Linked DNA regions of Mus musculus: region 1 is linked to region 2. Evidence: chromatin contacts called from public HiChIP or PLAC-seq data. All regions are on one chromosome and are shown on one strand. The core of a region is the stretch at or near the end of the contact, and the rest is flanking DNA. Distances in the headings are between cores, read along the strand shown.

Region 1 (6,704 bases), core at 3,336-5,835, 640 kb after region 2:
TATCACTCTGTGACATCTTACCCATTTCATGAGCCCCTATTGCGTGCCAGGCAGGCATCCTAGGAGTCCCACATAGGACTGTTCACAGTCCTGTGAGGAACGCTGACCCTTCAGCCCACCTACTACTGCCTTGGGGCTTGAAACCTAGTTCTGTTTTTTTTTTTTTTTTTTTTTTTTTTTTTTTGGTTTTTCGAGACAGGGTTTCTCTGTGTAACCCTGGCTGTCCTGGAACTCACTCTGTAGACCAGGCTGGCCTCGAACTCAGAAATTCGCCTGCCTCTGCCTCCCAAGTGCTGGGATTAAAGGCGTGCGCCACCACGCCCGGCTCCTAGTTCTGTTTTAAGTCAGTCTTTAGGTTGACTCTATATACAACCAGACTCGGAAACTGAGCTCTACAGAGTCCTGAGTTTGAGTTCCAAGTCTATGAAAGGTGCTGTGGGGACTCATGGGGGAGTCAGGTCAGGCTTCATGGAGGAGGTGATCTTGGTAGAAGGACATTGTCCAAGTTGTGTGGGTGGGTCCTGTAGAATGCAGGGACGGAGAGGATAAAATGACCTCTTGCAGAATGAAAAGACCAAACTGGACACACAACACTCATTCACCTGAACTAGAGGCAATTGATTGATTGATTGATTGGTTGGTTGGTTGGTTGATTGATTGACTGATGTCAGGGATACACACTAAGCTGCTATACTCTGCCACTGAACTCCATAAGCCTCATGTGACAGGGTGAGATCCCAGCTGGATAGGACTGGTTCTCCCAGACTGAGGGGACCTCTTTCATACCGCTCTGCCCCAGACAGTTACACTTCATGATTTTTTTTTTAAGTTTCATTTTTAATTGTGTGTGGGGGGGGGGCACTCCATAGCAAGGGCAGGTGCCTGTGGAGTCTGGAAAAGGACATCAGATCGCCTGGAGTCACAGGCTGCTCATTGTAAGCTGCCTGACTGGGGTGCTGGGGCCTAAACCCCAGTCCTCTGCAAGACCAGCACGTGCTCGTTACCACTGAGCCGCCCTCTCACCTGACAGCCGCACTTTGGGTTTTCTGCCAGCAGGTACCCACGGTAGGCCTCCCTAGTCCTCTGAAGGCTGCGGTGGCCAGTTCCTGCCATCAGGAATCGCAGCCCAAGCCTCACAGCTTGTACAAACAGCCATGTTTTGGACAGCCTCTTGGGGTGCCTGGAAGCTGTGCATCAGACATGTGGGGTGCCTCTCTCTGCTGTCCACGAATCCACATTCATCTCAGAACATGAGTGTGAATATTAAACACCTGGACACAGGAGACGGACTCGCACACTAGCTGCTACCGGTTTCTATTGGCTCATTCATTTCTTCTGTTTTTAGTCCTTAACTTGCTCATTTCAGCAGTCATTAATTCACTCCAAATCATCCCTTCACTCGGCACGAACACCCACAGATGCAAAACTACACACTTCAAGTTCGAGGTCTTCAAGTGAGAAACCCGTGCCAGGCGTATTTAGTGATCTATTTATTTCTCTATCTCACCACCTGAACAAAAAAATAGTCTCATAAGGTATTGATAAATGGCCACAGGAATAATACCATTAGGTGGTTCCCAGAGAAACTCTGAGGAGATACAGGGCCGATGGATCAGGAACCAGGGTGGACTTCCTGGAGGAAGAGGTCTGAGTGAGGATGGGGAAAGCAGAGGGAGCGAGGTGGGTGGCTGGGGGCTGGAAGCAGCCTGCCGTTCTAGTCGGGAAACAGTAGGAAACCAGAGAAGACGCTGTTGGAGCCCTCTATGCCCACCATGCCATTGTAGTCATTGACTGATAGCCACACCTCATCGCCCCTCTGGAGCCGCAGGAGGACTCCTCCGGAGCTGACCTGCTTGCTGTTGAACATGTGGTCGCAGAAGCTGGCCACCCTGGCAAGGTTGAGGTTCAGGTGCACGCACAGGTTGGCCGTATGCGATGTGTAGTAGACGAAGTAGTAGAGGCCCGGCACTTCACAGGTGAACTTCCCTGTGCTTGGGTTGTAATGCCCCTGAGGGTTGGTGACCACAGAGTTGAACCTGACGAGGGCGTTGGCCTCTGGGTACTGGGTGGTCTGCCGGGTGACTGTGAATACCGACTGGTGCTTCTGTTTGTATCGGCCCTCCACACCTGGCTCCCCCGGAGGCCCCCTGGGGCCTGGGTCCCCTGGCAACCCTGAGGTCCCCCTGGGGCCATTTTTCCCACGGTGGCCAGGCATGCCAGGCTCGCCCTTCTGACCCTTGGGTCCTCGGGTCCCAGGGACGGCTGGGATTCCTGGAGAGAGAGCAGACAGGAAGGACATGATAGGGCAGAAGGCAGGAAGAGGGACCCTGAGTGGGTCCGGCAATGACCTGTAGCCCATACTTTCCAGATAGCTCTGCCCAGGTGGAGGGGACAGGACGGGGGAAGGGACTCTGCTGTAAGTCCTGTGCTTGGTCTATCCCTGTCTCACTTTGGAATCTGAGGTGGGAGGGTCGAATTTTGCCTCTGCCTGATGATCTTTCTCCTTCCCCTTTAAGGACTCTACTTATTTTTTGATATATAACTCCAGTTTCCTCTTCCAGGAAGCCCTCCTGGACCACCCCTGCCTGTCCCCTCTGTGTGAGAAATCCGTGAAGATTTGTCTTGTGACATTCTCAACAGCTTGTGGACCTTTTACGCTCAGGCTAGATAGTCTGGAGTCAGAGCCTCCTCTCACTCAGGAGAGGTTCACTGAGGCGGGACAGTCACTGAGGTTTTGAGACTGCTACTGAAACCGTGTGTCAATGAAACCAAAGCTAAAACAAAGAGAAAGAAACAAGAAGAGAGGGTGGGTTCAGGACCCAACAGATCTCAGGCTGTGTGACCGCGGGCTGGTGGTTTCCTTCTATGAGCCTCTGCTTGTTCTGAAGGCTGAGCACAGGTTAGGCACATGGGAAGCAGTATGCTGTGGTGTCAGGGGCTGGCGATGACTGAGCAGGGCTATCTCAGCCTCCTCATGGGGACAGGGCAGGATAGTGACAGTGAGGGGCAGCAGAGCAACAGTCACTGTGTGGCTCTGAGCCAGTCAATTGCTTGATCTCTCTGGACCCCAGTTTTGACATTTGCAAAGTAGAAGCAAGTCATGGATCTAAGGGTTTATCAGCTCTGGGAGGTGAACCTATGCAGAATGCTCAGAGCCAAACCTGGTGGCCGGGGGACCTCAGAAAGCTCCTCTGCCAGCCTATGTACAGGGTCCCGTAAAGTGCAGCCCAGGGGGGCTCACCGGCTCCCCTCTAGTGAGTAATTCCTTCCAGGGTCGCAAGATTTCATTTGGTGGCTGGGAGGAAAGAGGCCAGTATGGACATTCTTTTTTTTTTTAGGGCGCTTTCCATTAGCCCCCTGTCTCATCCCTCTGTCCCCGAAGTCCCCACGAGTTCTGCTCAGCCCTACTTACCCTCCCTCATGCCCAGACTCCACTGATCTCCCAGGGAAAGCACCCACACTCATAAAGGGCCACAACACCTGCCCTCCTCTCTTCCCTAACCCTAGCAGCCCACTCCTTTCCTTGGCCTGCCCTTCACACCATGACACTCGTGAGAACACCCTGGGTGTGGTCCTGACCACCCTGCCCCTTGCATCCTGATTGACAGAGACCATCACACCTGCTAGGTGCTTAATTTTGTCATCTATGTAAACGTGTTCAAAGCTGTGACAACCTGAGAAACAGGGATTGCAGCACCCATTTCACAGACGTGCAAACTAAGGCACTGTGGGGTTAAAAAAAAAGTTGTGTAAGCTGATAAAGAGGGAGGTGGTGGACTTGGCTTGGTTTTGACCCTCCCATAGGTGCCCCGGCAGTGTGGGCCACCTTCCCTAAGCATCCATCTGTAGAATGAACAGGCTGTCACCTGCCTGCAGGGACAGAGGCTCCTCTTTATTCCCTTCTACAGGATAAGGCAAATGAGGGCAGCATGCTGCAAGGTCACCAGAGTCAGTCTGGAGGCTAAAGTCTGAACTCTGAGGACCTGCAGAAAGAGAGGGCTCTGCGCTTCCCGCCCCAAGGCCAGCCTCCATCCAGGCAAGCAGACTTACCTGGCTCTCCCTTGGGCCCCTGGAGTCCATCATGCCCGTCCTTCCCAGGGGCCCCCGGCATGCCTGGCATCCCTGGGATCCCATAGCAGCCAGCGCTGGCCTGGCTCCTGAGTGGTAGGGCCAGAAGAAACAGCAGCAGCAGGCAAAGTCCACATGGAGGCTGGCAACTGGGTCCAACGACCATCCTGAGGAGGGGCGGGGGTGAGATGGAGGAACTGGTACTGAATTCTCCCTCCCTCTCCTCATTGCCCCGTCCCCTTCCGTAGCCCTTCATCCTGGGGAGTCCACATCCAACCACAGATGGCTGGATGGATGATGGACAGATAGGTAGTGGGTCTCTTCTAAGGTCCAAGCCTTAGAGAAGGCCTATCCCAGCAAACAAAGACACCCCTAGTCCTATGGTTCAGGAGGGTACCTGAGGGGAAACCACAACTCGCTCGCACTGCAGCAGGGTCCCAGCCTCACCTGAGGGTGTAAGGGACTTCAGGCCTAATCACAGAGACGTCCTGTTCTCCCAGACAGGAACATACTGTTTCAGAGCTGTGAGAGAAGAACCGCCCAGAGCAGGGAGAGCCCCCTCCCCCACAGCACCCTAACCCTACATCCCCTTTCCAGAAATTTTCCCTGACTTGACACTTTCTTTTAGGTTCTGATCCAGGCTGACCACAGTGATATCTCTACCCACCCCTTCCTTCCCTGGCCCTAGGTCATGTGTGCCAAAATGAGGAAGTGTCTGCCGTCCCTTCATCCTGAGAACACCAGGGTGTGTGTGTGTGTGTGTGTGTGTGTGTGTGGTGTAGACCTGAACCCAGGGCACAGCTGTCCCTAGGGGCAGGGTGATCATTCTATGGCATCCTCCGTGCTTGAGAATCAATGGCCTTCTATCTCCCTGAGATGAAGTTACAGCCCCTCTTCCAGAAGAGGAAACTGAGGCTTGCCCTAAGTCACACACTGTGCAGTTGCTGGGTGACCCCTGTGTTCAGCAGCTTTCCAGAAACAAGCCTCGCATGAAATTGTCAAGTGGTGGGCCTTAGTCTAGAAACATCCATGTACCCATTCCAGTTGTCAGGCTCAGGGAAGGGTGCCAGGGTGAGCTTGCTTGGCATGGGTGCATCAGAGACAGAGCCTCTGCTTTTCCTTCTTGCTGGTCTCTCCCTGACCAGGAGACGCAGTCACTGCCCCGCAGACTGATCTCCCCACTGGATGTAGGAATTCCAGAGACCTGATTGGCACTACCTCTTCTTTTGCTAGGCCCCCACCACCTTGATGGTTTTTCTACCCCCTTCATCCTGCCCCCACCTTGTCTCTGGTCCTGGAACTTGCAGTGGTCAGGCCAGGCCTCTTCCTGACTCTTTCCTCAAGTGGAATTTATGGGATGAAGGCAGATTGGGGCAGTAGGATAGCCCAACTTAATGCTCTCATTACCTGGATTTGGGGTTGGGCTGGGGTCCTGTGTAGGGCATTGGGGAGGGAGCTACATCTAAGCCAGGCTCTCTACACCCTGCATATGCTACATCCTGACCCACACTAGCAATTCAGGATACCTAGTTGAGCAGCCCACAGGGTCTTGCTCTTTCAGTCCTCCTGACTGTCCCTCCACTTGTAGCCCAGGATATGCTATGTGGCTAAGGTAAGGGTGAGGGACTGGGAGGAGCCGAGCGTGGTGGGCTCTGTATTGTGAGGTGGTAGTGATGAATCCCTTGCTCTTCGGTCTTGGGCGCCTCTGTGCCTGGCCTGGCTCTTCCAGCAGGTGTCAGGCTCGGTCCGTGCTCAGCCTTCTCCACCACGCCCACCATTCTGCCAGGCTCAGCTTCCAGGTTCAGAGGAATTGCGGGTTTTCAGAGTGTCTGGAATGTAGGTTAAGGAAAGGTTCCACACTCTCCACTTACTGGGTCAGGCATGACCCCACAAAGTGACAGGAGCTCTCCACTTTGAGGCCAGACAGCCTGGCTTAGCTGTAGATCCCCCACCTTCCAGCAGGGTGCCTTATGTCAGGGAGCCTCAGTGGCTGTTTTACACTTTGTTTTGAAAGCCAGTACACGGGGTCCCCAAAGTCAAAGTCTTTCCCAGCCTGTGGAGGTGTGCATTCAGGCATGGGGGGAGGGGGGGCTGAGGGATCAAGAAGAAGCCAAGAAGGAACTCTGAGGATCATGTGGTGGCTTGGAGTTGAGGGGGGTCTAATCTCCCTGGAGTGTCTCACCTCCTCCTGACCCCAGAGGCTCTCGGCTGCAGTCACAGGGCATGATGATGTGTGTCCAAATGTACCTGCAGGCCATGTCAGGGATGACTCTGAGACCAGGTGCACCAGCCAGTGAACAGGAGGGGGGAATAGTCCCCGACTGAGCTGTGAGCACATGGGGGTTAGTGTGGGAGGAAACACAGGCTTTCGTATTCTGTGCATGTGGAAATGTGCACATCCATTACAACTGTGCATGTCTGTGTGTGCATGTGTGTGCGCCCATGTGCCTGGATGCATGCGTGTGTTTGGAGACGTGACTAGTGTGTACCTCCAAGGCTGTACATAGTGTTCTGAGAGGAAGTCCCTGAGCCCATGTTCTGGTGAGGAATGGGTGAGCCTCAGCCCACATGGGATCATGGTAAGTCTCAAGGGTAGTGTGTATGTGAGCAGGAGACAGTGTATGTGTGATTGCTGT
Region 2 (6,289 bases), core at 1,761-4,260:
AGGATTCCTGGGGGAAGGGACGAATTCCCCTGGGAGACTCTTGGGACTTGGGATGCTTTCCCTGGCCAGGTTGGTAAAGAGTAGTGGTCAGAGAACAACAGGGAGTTTTGCCACAGGAGACATTTGGTGAGGCAAGGACTGGAGGGGGCATCGCTGAGCTCAGGGTGCCCTCAGCATCCTCCTTACAGCATCTCTTAATCTGTCTTGTGTCGTTGTAACGGAACGATAGAGGCTGGGTGCTTTCTACAGTAAAGAGTTTTCTTTGGCTTAGGGTTCTGGTGATTGGAAAGTCCAAACAGCATGCCATGAATGCCCTGTAAAAGGCCCCGTCTGTCACAACATCACAAAAGAGGAGAAAGCAAGCACTTATGTGCAGTAATCGCAATTTGCTTTATTTATAGAATCTCACTTCTGTAAGAACTCACTCCCTAGAGGCAGAGCCCCTCACATAATTGCCTTCCACTAGGCGCTGCCCCTTAAAGGCTCACTCACCCTTCCACATTGCCACACCAGGAAGGAAGAAAACACACTCAAAACACACCCACATGAGCCGGGCGTGGTGGCACACACCTTTAATTGCAGCACTCGGGAGGCAGAGGCAAGCAGATTTTTGAGTTCGAGGCCAGCCTGGTCTACAGAGTAAGTTCCAGGACAGTCAGGGCTACACAGAGAAACCCTGTCTCACAAAAAAACAAAAAACAAAACAAAAAAAAAACCCATACCCACATGGTATGGTTTATCCTCACAGCAATGAACTAGCCAATCCAAAATGTTGTCAGCAGCCAGGCTCAGAACCCCTGGTGTGCAGGAAAAGCACACTGGGCCAGAGCCTGAGGACCTGATTCGTGGCTCACCCATGGTCCCGACCACACCCCCTCTTGGTTGCCCTGAGATGATGAGTTGGGTAATGGAGTTTGTGAGGTGAGCCCTGAATGCATAACAAGGGGAGAAATGAAACAGAAAAGGTTTGTCAGCAGTGAAGGACAGAGAAGAAGGCTGTTGGGAAAGTGCTTGCCATACAACACGCAAGGTTGAGGATTTGAGTTCGAATCTGCAGGGCTTATGCCAAGAGCTAAGTACACAGTGTCCTCCCAGACTCCTGGCTCTGTGGAAGCAGACCCTGGAGGATCCCGGAAGCCTGCTGGGCAGCTCCAGGTTCAGTGAGAGACCCTGTCTCAAAACATAAGGAGGCTAGCAATTGAGACCACCACCAGTCTCTGGCTGCCTGCCTCCTGCCGAGTACACACACACACACACACACACACAAGCATAAAAGACGCTGGCACAGCTGCACACATCTGTAATTCCAGCATTCTGGGGACTGAGGCAGGGCCATAGTGAGTTAGCAAATACCTTTGCGCTGTCCCTTTGAGAGTAAAGAATGGGGTGTTTACCACCGATGGTGAAACCCCTCTGAGGGTATCAGTTCCCTGTCTGCCCCCCCCCCCCAAAGCTCACAGGGAAATAAGACAGTTGTGTGCATCTTTGTGTGCAGGTGACCTCTCTCTTGGACAGGTGGGCAGAAGGGATACAATGGGTACCAGCAAATGCTGGCTGTACCGAGGAGGCGGCCTCCCACTTCCTGAGATTGACTCTTCTATTTGCATAATAAAGTCTGACGCGTTTTCTTAGGGTCCTTCAAGCTTCTTTTGGCCAAGAGGCCTCCCAGAAGCTCCACTGAAGAAAAACCTGGCTTTGGCCACATGGTGTTAAGGCCCCGCCCTTCCGGACCCATCCCGGACCTCTCCACAACACTCCGCTATAGCCAAGGACTTTTCAGCTCCTCCCCCGGCCACCTCCTCACCTCCCCACCCCCTGCTGACATGTCAGTGATCCCCAAGCTTTGTTCTCTGAGTGCTCCAGGAGAGCCGTCTGGCTCAGGACGCTAGAAATACCTGGAACACAGTAGGAGCTCAGTAAATAGAATAACCGCTTGCGGCCTGACCGACTACACAGACCTCCCCCTCCCCCAAACTTCCATTCTGCCTTTTGAGGCAATAAATTTCACTTCTTGGGACGGGGATGAGGCCCCAGCTGGGCCTTACACTTGCCCTCTCTCCCTCCTCTCCCCACCCCAGCTGTGAGGAATACAGTCCTCTTTAATGGTTATTCTGCCCAGCCTGCCGCCCCTGAGATTTTTCTTGCTAGTTGACTGGATACCGTTTGTCGAATGAAAAAAAAAAAAAAACAAAAAACAAAAAACCTTGACCGTCATCACACTGCAGCAGTTGGGAGACAGGTGTCCACAACAGGCTCCAGACTTGTTTCTCTGAGGTTATCTCAGAAAGTTCCTTCACACACTGTGAGCCCTCTTCTGCCCCGCTTCAAATCAGAGACCCTCGCAGAAAGGTCATTTTCTGTCAGGAGGGGAACTAGGTCTTCAGCGAATTCTTGGAATTACCGCTCGCGAGCCGAGAGTGGGAGGCAGAGTTATTCCCTCCACCCCAAATTACTCTTCCAAGCCCACCCCCTGTGTACCGGAATCACCCAAAACTTAGTCTTTCGGAGCGTGGTCCCGATACCCCTTTGAGAGGTTGTTAGAAAAAATAAAGACTGGCCGGCAAAGGGCTCTGAGTATACCTCGCGAGTACGTGTACGGCACAGGCCTTGGGCGCACCAAGGAGCCTACCTAAGTTAGGGCAGAGCTGACGTCAAAATCTGCACCAAGATGCGATGAATTCACCAACTTTCCCAGCTTGGGCATAGCTCCCTCTGGGAGCGCAGTGATGCTGAGACCCGGCAGCTCTGTACTTCCCACTGCTATGCTGACACTCATCACCCCCGAACCCTCATGCTCGAATCTCCCTGGAGCCTGGGGCACCCCTAGGAGAGTTGGAAGAGAAGAGCCCCTTCTTCCAGATTGGTCCTCCCCTCCCACTTACACACCCCCTGAGGCACGACCCGCCAGGCTCAGGCAATCTTTGCCCGGGCAGTCCTTGAAGTCTATATTTAGTGCCCGCCACCCCTCCCCCCAGCGATGGGAGGGGCGCGCCCCGCCCCCTCCCGGCTCGAGTGTCCGGTGTGTTTGCGGCCCTTGCGGCTCGCGCCTTGGCGCCCGCTGCTGCCCTGCGCCCCTAACCCCGCCGTGCGTTGTGGACCAACATGGGCCTGGAAGAGGAGCTGTTGAGGATCGCCAAAAAGCTGGAGAAGATGGTGTCCCGGAAGAAGACGGTGAGGCTGCAGAGTTTGCAACGCAGCCCCCGGGCCACGGAGGCAAGACTCCCCCAGCTATGGGCTTGGTGGGCGTGCCGGCCCTGTGCCCGAAGGGAGCGCGCGGGTCAGGGGACACGGGACTGGGGAGGAGTTGCCCGGCAGGGGGTCCCCCGGCTACTTGCTGGCCACTTTAGGATGGGCATGTGCATGGCCAGGTCTGGAGGGGATCGTACAGAGTCCCCTAAGGCGCGCGACTGTTGCAAGTCACTGTGGACGGGTTGGGTGCGCTCCTGGGCAGCTTGCGCGGAGCAGAGAAAGAGCAAGGAGAGACACAAACCCAGGGGAGGACATTTAGGAGTCTGGGGGTTCGGGATGTGCGCTAGGCCCGGGGAGCTGCAGGCGCAGCGAGAACTGGAGGGGCACGTTTTGGGTGACTTCAAAAAGGATCGGAGAACTTCGGGCTGAGAAGGGGGCGCCGAGCCTCGTTTGCACACCCCAGGAGACCCGAGCGAAGGGCGGTGACTGAAGTGCCAGGAGTTCTGTTTGCAACTTTTTCCTTGGCCGCGGGATGGGGCCCTGGCGGGCGGAGGTGAACAGGTGCGGGGCGGGGGAAGGAAAAGATGGGGCCTGGGCTGGCCCAGAGGGGGAGGTGCACGAAGGAGAACTGTGGCGGGAGGTGGGGGTCCGCAGCCCTGGTCGCCCGAGGGTCCCTGAGCCCTCAGTCCGGGTAGCACCGAGCTGGATCCAAATGGAAAGTTAATGTTTGATCTACCTAGCGATCTTTGCCTCAGGCTGGAAGCTGGCGACTGTGCCAATTCTAGAGGGGCGTGGACTGAAAGGGAGAAGACCAGGGACCCTGTGAATGAGGCCCTCCATGCTGACTTGCCGCGGGGTCCTTTTCTTCTACATAGTTTCTAGCAACGAGTTGCACCAGGACCTGCATTGCCAGGACATTCCAGGAAAATTGGAAAACTCTGGGGCCCAAAGAGAGGTTTCAGACCCGGGATGAGTGACAGGCTGGAGCAGCCAAGGAGTGTTAGGCTTCCTGAAATTGTTACCTGGTAACAATGAGAGAGATGGTGGTGTTGGTAAAATGGTGAGAGGCTGAGGCTGCGGTTTCTTTGTCTGTAAGAGGATGGATTGCCTGGGGGAAGAACATGGGGGCGGGGAGGCAGTAGGGAGAGTTGAGAGTGAGTGAGATAGGACTGGAGGTGACGTTAAAAGATGCCTCCACCCGTCACCTGCCGAGCTTCGGCGGCACTTTCCTTTGGCTCCCAGCCCCGACTGCGAGACTGCGCTGCGCTAGGCTTCCCCCAATGTCGCCAGAAAAACCTAAACTCAAGTCACAGGACATTCTTCCAACTAAGAACCCCAAACTACATGGTATTTCGGGTAGACAGATTGTCTAAGCCTAACCCCCTTGCTCACCCCAGATTTGGGCCAGTAAAGGAAGCCTGGGCTTTGGGCTGAGAAGGATTTGGGAGTAGGAGGAGGCGCTAAGGAAGACAGCCAGGTTGAGAAGATTAAGGGGACTGCTCTGGCTTCCCTCTTAATCCGTTTACACTCCTAGGCTAGCTATTCTACTCTCCTCTGGACCTCAGTTTCCTCTTCTGTGAAATGGGAAGAGGAAATAGGGCCTCTTGGGAGTGGGCATCCCAAGTAGTGCCAGGACAGTCTTCAGGAAAGCCGAATGGTTGGCCACAGGATCCTTACAGGGCACAACTGTGTAGAGTCACAATTGTGTCTGGAGTCTGCGCCTGGGCTCTAGCAGGGTTTGTGTAGGCACAGAGCTCTGGACTTCTGCCTGAGAAAGGCGGGCCTGGACCGAGAGTGAAAGTGGGCCTGCCCAGTGGTGGTTAGTCCAAGAAGGCATACTTCCTGCAATAAGACAGATCCTCCACGTAGCAGCGCAGGGCTGGAATTTGTTTATTCAGTGACTTGGGGCTGTGTCAGATACTGTAAGCATGCACCGGCTAAACCGCTTGCAGGAGACAAACACACACCAGCTAAGTGCACACTAATGACACATCAACAGAGCCACACACTGCTATCTAGCAAGCAACTTCTATTTGACGGCATGTGGGCTGTGGCTCCTGACACTAACAGAACAGGCATGACGCACATGCTCTGACAGTTTCGGTTAAAGCAGGTAGATACCCCACCACCACCACCAAAGCCGATAGCACGATAGCACGGCTTCCCTGGGAAATGCAAAGCCAACAGGCTAGTTTATAGTTTCAGACATCATCGCTTGGGAACAAACAGACACAGAGGGTCCTGAGCTGCGTCCTCACTTCTCCACACTGGCACCAGAGAGTGTCTTTGCCACACAGTGAGAGAAGCACACGTAACAAGATTGGCACACGGCTTTATGAGCCCACCATCTTCAGCACAGGCTCACGGGTGCTACATTCCAGTTATTCAAAGACGTGTACCCGGTGGTGAACTGCAAATGATTTCATGCTGACTATGGAATTTTCAGGATTTTAGGGAACTGTTAAACACAGACTTTAAAAACAAAAACGTCAGTTTGCTTATAGTTAAAAAGGACTCTTTGCACAGGGTCTCCCCTGCCAGTTCTGTCCCACTACTATCAGGGGTCAGTAAGATGGCTCAGTGGGTAAAAGTGCTTGCAATTAAACTGAATTTAGAACCTGTGGTGCACTGGGCAGTGGTGGCACACGCCTTTAATCCCAGCACCTGGGAGGCAGAGGCAGGCGGATCTCTGTGAGTTCAAGACCAACCTGGTTTACAGAGCAAGTTCCAAGGAGAGACAGGGCCACACAGAGAAATCCTGTTTTGAAAACCCAATCTAGGGTGGGTGGATATGGGGGACTTTTGGTATAGCATTGGAAATGTAAATGAGCTAAATACCTAATAAAAAATGGAAAAAAAAAAAAAAAAACACGGGGGGAAAAAAAAAAAAAGAAAACCCAATCTAAACCAAACCAAACCAAACCAAACTGTGGTGAAAGGAGACACCTGACTCCCATGGGGCAGCCTCCTATCTACTCATGTAGGCTTTGACATGTGCATATATGCACACACACACACACACACACACACACACAAGGTATAACTGTAAAAGAAAACTCCATTCAGGAACAACATGTTGGTAGCTTGAAAGCCATCACTG

Evidence for each region. HiChIP or PLAC-seq counts read pairs in DNA pulled down with a chosen protein or histone mark.
Region 1: a contact with region 2 is called in an H3K4me3 HiChIP or PLAC-seq map of bone marrow-derived macrophages, with 2.4 times the contacts expected there. The contact joins the promoter of C1qc here to the promoter of Tcea3 in region 2. A contact is called at or near these places in 1 of 39 promoter capture datasets (hippocampal neurons) and 2 of 115 datasets of contacts at active chromatin or transcription factors (astrocytes and bone marrow-derived macrophages).

The regions. Positions count from the first base shown.
Region 1 is chr4:136,888,329-136,895,032 of GRCm38.p6, forward strand. C1qc (complement component 1, q subcomponent, C chain) reads right to left here and starts at 4,586. Exons shown (of 3, transcript NM_007574.2): 1 at 4,516-4,586; 2 at 4,051-4,235; 3 at 1,474-2,271. The coding sequence starts at 4,234. The coding sequence ends at 1,715.
Region 2 is chr4:136,244,947-136,251,235 of GRCm38.p6, forward strand. It overlaps Tcea3 (transcription elongation factor A (SII), 3), which reads left to right and starts at 3,011. Exons shown (of 11, transcript NM_011542.2): 1 at 3,011-3,171. The coding sequence starts at 3,103. It overlaps Asap3 (ArfGAP with SH3 domain, ankyrin repeat and PH domain 3), which reads left to right. Exons shown (of 25, transcript NM_001008232.2): 25 at 1-1,627.